Regions from separate parts of the Gossypium hirsutum genome. Here region 2 is linked to region 1. A link is a contact called in public Hi-C data. All regions are on one chromosome and are shown on one strand. Each heading gives the region's core, a stretch centred on a gene start, on an enhancer-like site or on the middle of the called end of the contact. The rest is flanking DNA. Distances are from core to core; before and after follow the strand shown.

Region 1 (4,536 bases), core at 1,393-3,892:
TCATGGCTAAATTCAGAACCAAAATACCACAACTAGCCTATACATGCGATATACCATATATACATAACTCAAAAGTACCAACTTAGGTGTTTGATAGTGCGATGATGTTCCTGACGACTCCCGGATCCGAGCTAGCTTTGATAGACCTTAAAACATAGACAATTAACACAAAGTAAGCTTCGTAGCTTAGTAAGTTCGTAAGTGAATAGCTCAATTCATCAAATAAATGTAATTCAAACATTTATACATTACCAAATCAAAATCACATTAATCAAAAACCTTTCTCATGTCTCAAAACATGATCAAATACCATCTCATTGAACTTTTTCAATGTAATAATCGAATAGGTTCTGTATGTACCTGTATCACTTCGCACTAACCTCTTTCTTAACCACATCATTTGTTTACCCGTTGAACCATTCAGAATAGAAGTAGGATACTCAAGGATCACACTCGATAAGTTGCTAAACCATGGCCTGTAGCCAAATCAAGGTAACTTATCCCTGAGTACCTATACCATGGCCCGTAGCCAAATCAAGGTAACTCCTCTCTGAAATACCTATACCATGGCCCGTAGCCAAATCAAGGTATCATTCGCACTCGAAATGCCGCTATCATGGCCCGAAGCCAACACAATAACCTAATGACATGTCACTAGCATCCTAAACTATTCCTAAGGTTCAACCGGAAAGTTTCACTCGTCATTTTTATCATCGAACATCTCCGTAAAGACGTATTCACAATTCAAACATTATCTGTAATCTCATAATCATAGTTTATGTAATATCAAACCATTTAACATTCATTTATAATGAAATTACCACATACGAACTTACCTCAGGTATGAAAACGACAGAACGAGTCAATTACTCGATAATCTTGCCTTTCCCCCGATCTAATTCTGGATTCCTCTTTTCTTGATCTCAATCAAGCTATAAATGTGTCGAATGGAAAACCTAATCCCTTGGTCCTCTTCTTCTCTAATTTCGGTTCAAAAAGATGATAATGAAGCCAAATTTTTATTTTGTTTTGTTTATTATAAGTTAATAAACTAATTTACCTTTTTAACCTTAGTAATAAACATATAAAATTATATAATGGATGTCCATTGATGTCAATTAACATTTAAAATGGTCTAATTACCATTTAAGGCCTTCATAATTAAAAGCCAAGGCCAATTAACACTTTTAACTAATAGCATGCAACTTTTGCATTTTACGCGATTTAGTCTTTTTTTCTCAATTTGAGCTATTAAACAATAAAATTAGCTCACAAAATTTTCACACAGACATACAATCATGCTGTAAACACATATAATAATATTAAAATAATTTTTCGACATCAGATTTGTGGTCCCGAAATTACTATTCTTATTTGACTCAAAAATGGGTTGTTACAGGTATTCTAGCTTATGCAAAATCAATTACTATGGCAAGCTGAAGAGGGCATCAGTAGAATGATCAGGGAAGTAATCGGACTTGCTAGAAATTGCCGTCTAAAGGGTGGTGCAAGCTGAATACGGATGGGGTTAAGCATCTATTGAAAGGAAGTGCCTCAACTAGCGGGTTGTTTCGAGACCACAAAGGTAAATGGATTATTGGGTATAGTAGAAATATAGGTATATGTTCTATAGTTGATGCAGAACTTTAGGTTATTATGGATGGTGTGGATATAGCATGGAGGAGAGGTATAAAGCAACTCATGGTGGAGAGTGACAATCTACTTGCAACAAATATGATTAACAATCAAACAAAATAGGTTGGGTCGAGCTTTGTGCGAATCATCAGAGAACAATTAGCAAGGGAATGACATATAAAGGTATTGTATACTCCATGCTCAACAAATATGATTGCAGACTCTATGACAGTTTTAGTAAAAAATGATCATGTTAATTTGAAAATTTATAAATACCCACCCAAATAAATTGCTCTAGAAGTGATACAAGAAAACGCTGGTGACTAATACAAAATTTATTATGATTAATTGTATTTAGCTTTTTTATTTAAAAAAATACCTGGACAAATATGCGAAACTAAAATTTGAGGACTGACTATAAATAACTATTAATTGTCACATAAAATTATATAAGCTAGAGTCAGCAACAGTAGTTCCCTAAAAATTCCGTAACGATGCAAAAGATAATTCTAAGAAAAAAAACCTTAGTGCTTTCGATACCTTTTTTATCCAAAACCAAGAATGGGATGTGCACTAAAAAAAACCTCAAAAGAAAACCTTAGAATAGAATACTGTATAAATGCAAGTGTATAGCCAGCTAGCACCGCATGGGACGGACTGTAGTTCCGTACTTGACACGAATATTTTGTTTAGTCCATCCGTGACAGCTTAGTTTGGACCGAATCCACTCATTACATCAATTATGTTTGATAAAAAAAAAATTACTTCAACATGTTACGGTCAATATTACAAACAGATCTTGCATCACTGACGACGTTGCCGGATATTCCCCAAGTACGGCCCGAGGAGAGAGAGCTAGTGGCTGGTCTACTGCATCATTGGCTCCAATCAAATGAGCCAACCCATGTGACCCTTTGGTGCAGTGGGTCCTCCCAAGGCCAAAATGGTAGCCAATTTGCGTCTTTGATCATCTCCCTTCTCTATAAATAAGAATCCATTATCAGCCTCTTAGCTCCAAGAAACCTGAAAGAATTCACAAGTTACTGCTGCAACCTTAAATTTCAGTATCTATATCTCCTTGTATTTCCCTTTCATTATTTCGAATTATGGGTGTTCGTCTACCGTCCATGATTTCCAGCGCCAAGCAAATCCTCAAGCTGCAGTCTCGTATTACAAGAGACAAACCAGATGTTCCGAAAGGTCACATTGCAGTTTATGTGGGGGAGACGCAAAGAAAAAGGTTCGTGGTTCCAATATCTGTGTTGAACCATCCTTCGTTCAACGACTTGCTTAAGCGAGCGGAGGAAGAGTTCGGGTTCAATCATCCCATGGGTGGTCTAACAATTCCTTGCAGAGAAGATGCCTTCCTAAATCTCACTTCTCGATTGCAGGCCTAATAAGAGATGCAAAGGGCCACTCCTTCACAATTTTGATTCCTCTTTTTTTTTTTTCTTTCTCCATTTGTGAAAGAGAAAAAAAAAGGAGCTGAAAACCAATGTAATGTACAGAAGCAGAGAAAGTTATCAACAAAATTAGTTCTTTGATCTCAACAACATCCTTTCTAATTTTTAATATTGTCAATTATGGGATGACTTTAACCGAGAAAGTAATAGTTTTTTTGTTGATACACTTTTAAGTGGACAAACTAAAGCGGAAACCAAGTGTTTTAAGGATGCTCTTCAAGTTCTGTTAAATTTATAAATTTGATAAAACATTTTAAAGTTAAGAAACTGTTATATATACAAGGACTGATTGTAAATGGTCTCCAAGGAGGACTCTTCTATCTCTGCAAACAGAGATAGATGAAGCTAGGGTGACGAAGAAGGTTCAGATTAGGGACAGCTCCATATCTGAGGATGTGATAATGGAAATAAATTGGTTCAAGGATCTCATGCTGGTAAGTCGGGACTTCTCCGCCGTATGGAAATGGGTTACAGAGCCTTGCACTCCAACATCCAATCTATGTTTGAAACCATTCAATTGATTGATATGGAAAATGATTACGTTTTAGTAAAAAGTTTTGAATTATTAGATTATTGTACCGCTAAAAGGGTCCTTAGGTTATCAATGGACATTATTTGACAGTCCTAACCATGGACTAAAACTTCTCAGCAAAAGAGATCTTTTCTTCTTCTACAATGCTGAGATCAAGATTTCATGGCTTCAAGTAAAATAATATGATGAAGTCCTTATTCGGGAAATTGCAAAGTCGTTGGGAAGGTTCTCAAAATTGATTATTCTACATACTTGGTTTTGGCTGCCGATTCAAGAAATTGTATTAGCATGCTTAAAACAAATAAGCAACGTCAGTTTATTTACTTTCCCTTCAAAATAATTGTTGTAGGAAAGAGTCGTTGTTTGAGAATAGCTTCGTTCACAACAATTATTTTTAAAATAGAGTTTCAGTTAGAACAATTGTTATCCAATGTAACTGTTGTTTGAGAACAACTCCTGCTTTTGTTTAAAATTGTTGTGGATCGACCTTATTAAACAACGAACAAATAAAAAATAGTGGAAGAAATTGATAAATTGAATATACAAATTTAACATGGAAAAACCCCATCAAAGAGGATAAAAAAATCATAGGCAAAGATAATTTTACTATAATGGTAAAAGAATGAAGAGTACAAAAGATAGAGATAAAAAACTAAACCCCGAAACCAGAAAATAAATAACTCTCAAAACGTAAACACAACATTTTCCAAAACTGTTATGACTTCTAATCTTTATGGGTGTATTTTCTAAGGTTTTAAAAGAGCCTATTTATAGGCTAAATTCGTAGGTCAAATAATAATAAAATAATTTAGACTAATTAGCGTTTGACTGAAACAAATAAATAGAGTTTCACTGGGAGATAATCTTTCAAATTTGACAGAAATACGTGGCACACTCAACAAATCT
Region 2 (4,536 bases), core at 1,321-3,820, 480 kb before region 1:
TATTCTTTTGTGACTATTTTTTTTCCTTACAATATGTAGGCGTATTTGTATGATTCACGTGTGGTTAACTCATTTCCATTTCATCATGGCTCACTTAGAAGCTATTTTGTATGATTCACGTGTGGTTAACTCATTTCCATTTCATCGTGGCTCACTTAGAAGCTATTGTGCTTTCAAAGTAACTGATCTTGATGGGATTTACACCATACATATGTTAAGACCTTTACAGAAGGAAATCATCCCTATAAACACCTTGCTCAATTTGGAGAAGGAATCCTCTTACTCTCGATCAGCTCCTTCTACCTCTCAACCAAACCAAAATCAACAAAATCTCTTTTACGGAGAGCACTACCGTGTGAACCGTTACATAAACCTCCTACCTCAATTCTCCCTCTAACAGTTATAACACCTTTCTGATTGATTATCTCAACTTTAAAGCCTTAGCTTATGTCATCTTATCAAAGACTATGTAGAGATGACAAGAAAATGTAACATAAACGCGAACCAAAATAGAATCTTATTTAAACAAAATTATAACATAAAAAAATAACAGGATTTCCAGATCTATATATATCAGAATATAGGTGCAATGGTATAGAAAATATTGGCATAAAATGAAGTTATCTTTTAAGTACTGGACTACGACAATATCTATCAGTTTTGAGGGGACTCCGATAAAAGATTCCAAAGAGAGCAGTTTACAGTTTTGAGTGATGGTAGGGTAAAAGTATGTGTTGTACAGTTTGAAGTAGTTGGGGAATTATATCACAGGACCTTACCATGTTGTCTTTTACAAGAGAGCTTGGAAGGAGGCAAGAGTAACATGGCCTTCATGTGCTAAACAAAAGCCAAAGTCCTTTTCAACCATAAAAGTGAAAATAATTTGCCTCTTAGACCTTTCTTGGCTCAACAAACCACACCGTCTTTCGGTGATCATCGGTGGGCCTTTCTCGTCTCCTGTTTATTCTCAAACCATTTCTCTCCGAACCAATCTCATTTACAGAACATGCAAGTGTCTTTCATGGACTGTGACTCATGGGGTAATCCATTTGCTGTTTTTTTTTTTTTCAGTAAATCTTGAATTGATCCCTCAACCTGTCAATATAAAAACAACTTGATTTTGCCCTTCTTTTCAGTTGGTCAACATTTTAGGATTATAAGGAAGATTCGGGTTAAGTTTGAAAAACGCAACTATATGTTGCATATTAGTATCAATTAAGACCTTCAAACCAATGTACTTACGTTTGTTCTAGTGCCTTGTTGGGGTTTTAAGGATCTGTTTTGTCATGAAAACGTTTAGGGGGTCTTAGCCTGAGGAAAACAAAAAGAAAAAACCAAATCAGACACTACATCTATTGCCATTTTGGAACACTTTGTGAGCCTCAGAACATGGAGGCATTTGAAGAATAGCAATTATTGTCTCTAAAACTATATAAAAAAATATATTTCCTTATTTTTTAAGTGGTGGAGATTTCAGACAGGACCACATTCAAAAGAAAACCCATCGGCCCTTTGGGACATTCTTTTCCAAACTGCACCCAACACTCAAGGGGCTTTTATGCCCTGGCATGTTTGGCTTAATTTCAATTTTTTTGATTAAAAATGGCTAACTGAATTGAAATGCTGACCATGTAAGGAAAAAAAAAAGCAATTCTATGATCAAAACCTGCAAATGTAACAGTAATTAAAAAACCACATGGGTTTCTGCAAAAAGCCTTTGGATACTGCATGCAGTGAAAATTTGTTGTGTTTTTTGTGCCTTTCAGACTCAGGACACAGAATCACAAGCCAAAACAATCACAAATATCCAAAACCAACAAAACTGTTGTACAGTACTCTCCAGTACACTTACAATCGGTCCCCGATTTCAGGTAGAAACACACACAGAGATGAACCAAGGCAAACTCCTTGTAAATTATAAAGAACTATAGTAAAAGGACTAAATGCATTAAAAATGCATTCTACATTGTGTTAGGAAATATATTACAAAACCAAATTGTTAGTATTGAAAGGATAAATAAATTGAGTATAAATAAATAAAATAATCCATGTGTCATTGAAGTACTGATAGATATATTTGTATAGTGAACATTATCCTCCAAAAAACAAAAAATAATAGAAGATTTTTCTGGACCGGAAAAAAAAATTCTAAAAACAGAACAGAAATTTTATTAAAAAAATAAGCACCAAAAGCGAAGCAGCAATAGCACATGTATTGGCCGTTTACTCTTAATTACTCAATATAATAAGTAATACTCTCTTACAAAATTTTTTCTCAAACTAATATGGAATTACCCGCATTGTACTACCAACACCTTGTACAAATTTTAACAAAAAAGAAAAACAAAAACATCAAGTTGCAGTGGCTATTTAATTCTACGATATCAACATTAGAAGTAGCTAAATCAGAAGATAGGGAAAGAGGGACCATTTTGTCATTAGGAGGACCAACAAAGAATAGAAATTCAAATGGGGTGGTTTGGCTCCCATCATGTCCTTTACACATATAACACACACATACATACATACCCTAATAACACCCGTGGCTTGTCCCTTTAGGGTTTGCCCCCACAGTCCCACATGACCCTTGAGGCTTAGCCTCAACTATCCATAAATAAATAACCCGCCATCTCCCCCTCCCAATCCTCCCATCCCACTACACCTTCTATTCTACTACCACTTCCACACAACAACAGCAATGGCAATTAGAAAACCATCCAAACTGCCTCAAACCGCAGTTCTGAAGCAAATCCTGAAGAAATGTTCAAGCTTAGGCAGGAAACATGGATATGACGAAGATGGGCTCCCACTTGACGTACCAAAAGGTCACTTTGCCGTTTACGTTGGTGAAAACAGAAACAGATACATCGTCCCTATCTCATTCTTGACCCACCCTGAGTTCCAATGTTTGCTTCGACGAGCGGAGGAAGAGTTTGGGTTTAACCATGATATGGGCCTTACCATCCCTTGTGAAGAAGTTGTTTTTCGCTCTCTTGCATCTATGCTTAAATGAAAATGGGAAAAAAGAATATATTGAGTTGCGAAATGAAGGGGTTCTGCCTTTGCATTTTTGGAGAAAGATGGCCAAGAGAAGCATAGCAACCATATATATTGAATAGCTAGTTTCTCTTTTTTCTAACATCATTTCTTCATTGTGATTCTTGATCCCTTTTGGGGTTCTTTCTTTTCTTTTTACTACTTCGAACCCGGGGTTTTTAATGTTTTATTAATTAGTTATTAGTGACTCTAACTAGACCTAAGAATTATAACATTTTCTGGGTCCAACCATTTGTATAAACTTGTGTTTCCTCACAAATTTTGTGAGAGAAGTTGAATGTTAAGGAAACAACCTTATTTTATCTTCCCATGCAAATCAGGTAAATATTTTCTTTATAATTATTATTATTAATTATAGCTTAGCTCTAGGTCGGGAAAAGCATAATCCTGAGTCAAACTCAAAACCAAAGCGGAGGACATGTAATGTAAGGAAAAAGAAAAAAATTAGAATCAGCAACTTGTCTGAGAATGTGGAATCACAGGTTTCTTTTGTTCAACTGTTGTTCATAAGATATTTATACTTGGGTCATTATGTTTTTTTGTTTCTTTCTTTTCATGCCTGATTAGTGAAGGAAGAATATGGGTTTAAAATCAAATGTGCTAAATTTGAAAAAACTAGAAGAACTATTCTCATTCAAATAATGATACAAAATCAATTTTTTTAAATATTTGTTTATTTCAACTACTCATTAAAATTATCTTTATTATCACATAATATAATTTGAAATAAATGTTTCATGCAAGAAATTTCCTCGAAAAAGCAAAGGCATCATGATTGCATCCATATTTCATTCTCACGTATTAGTTGACTACTGGGGTATGCTCTTTACTCCATTAATGATGATTTTATCTGATCTAATCCTCAGCCAACATTAATTATTGCATTTGATACATCGCTCTCATTCTAAATACTAACCCCTTCAATCTTTTAAATCCAAGACTTTTCACTCTCTTCGAAGGTGTATAAATTTACTATATAAGATTAATGCATCATACTTGCTTTAGAGTATTTGGCGTAACACACGCAAAAGCTTTCAAAATAATTAATTTTAATTCACTTCAATCTCCTCAAAAGTTATAAAATAGTAAAATTTATAATTCAATTATAATATTTATAAAATTACATGTGTATCATTATTTTTATTTTAAATACTTTCATTTTTTAACCTTAGTTTAATTATAATATTTCATTATTTTAAAAATGAATCAAATTTTTCATAGATTATAAATTGAGATACTCATTTAAAAAAAAGTATAATTAAAGTATGGTTATGTTCGTTTCACAATTCATGAAACTTAATTTTTTTGGTGTTCGTGACTACCCCTCCCAATATTGTTATCTTCAAGGTTTGAACCTGAGTTCTCTTCATGGGAATGCAACATGCTTTACCACTATCTTATCTTTACATTTTTCCCAAACTTCGTCCCTTAAAGTATTTGGACTCCTTCAAGTTTGGTCATTATTTTTTGTTTTAACCA

Evidence for each region. A called contact is a pair of places that touch in the nucleus more often than the background predicts.
Region 2: a contact with region 1 is called in a Hi-C map of leaf, with 1.7 times the contacts expected there. The contact joins the promoter of LOC107893908 here to the promoter of LOC107893904 in region 1. A contact is called at or near these places in 7 of 34 Hi-C or Micro-C datasets (callus and leaf).

What each region holds. Positions count from the first base shown.
Region 1 is chrA13:42,839,458-42,843,993 of Gossypium_hirsutum_v2.1, reverse strand. It overlaps LOC107893904 (auxin-responsive protein SAUR22), which reads left to right and starts at 2,642. Exons shown (of 1, transcript XM_016819048.2): 1 at 2,642-3,185. The coding sequence starts at 2,742. The coding sequence ends at 3,032.
Region 2 is chrA13:43,324,337-43,328,872 of Gossypium_hirsutum_v2.1, reverse strand. LOC107893908 (auxin-responsive protein SAUR50) reads left to right here and starts at 2,570. Exons shown (of 1, transcript XM_016819054.2): 1 at 2,570-3,359. The coding sequence starts at 2,699. The coding sequence ends at 3,013.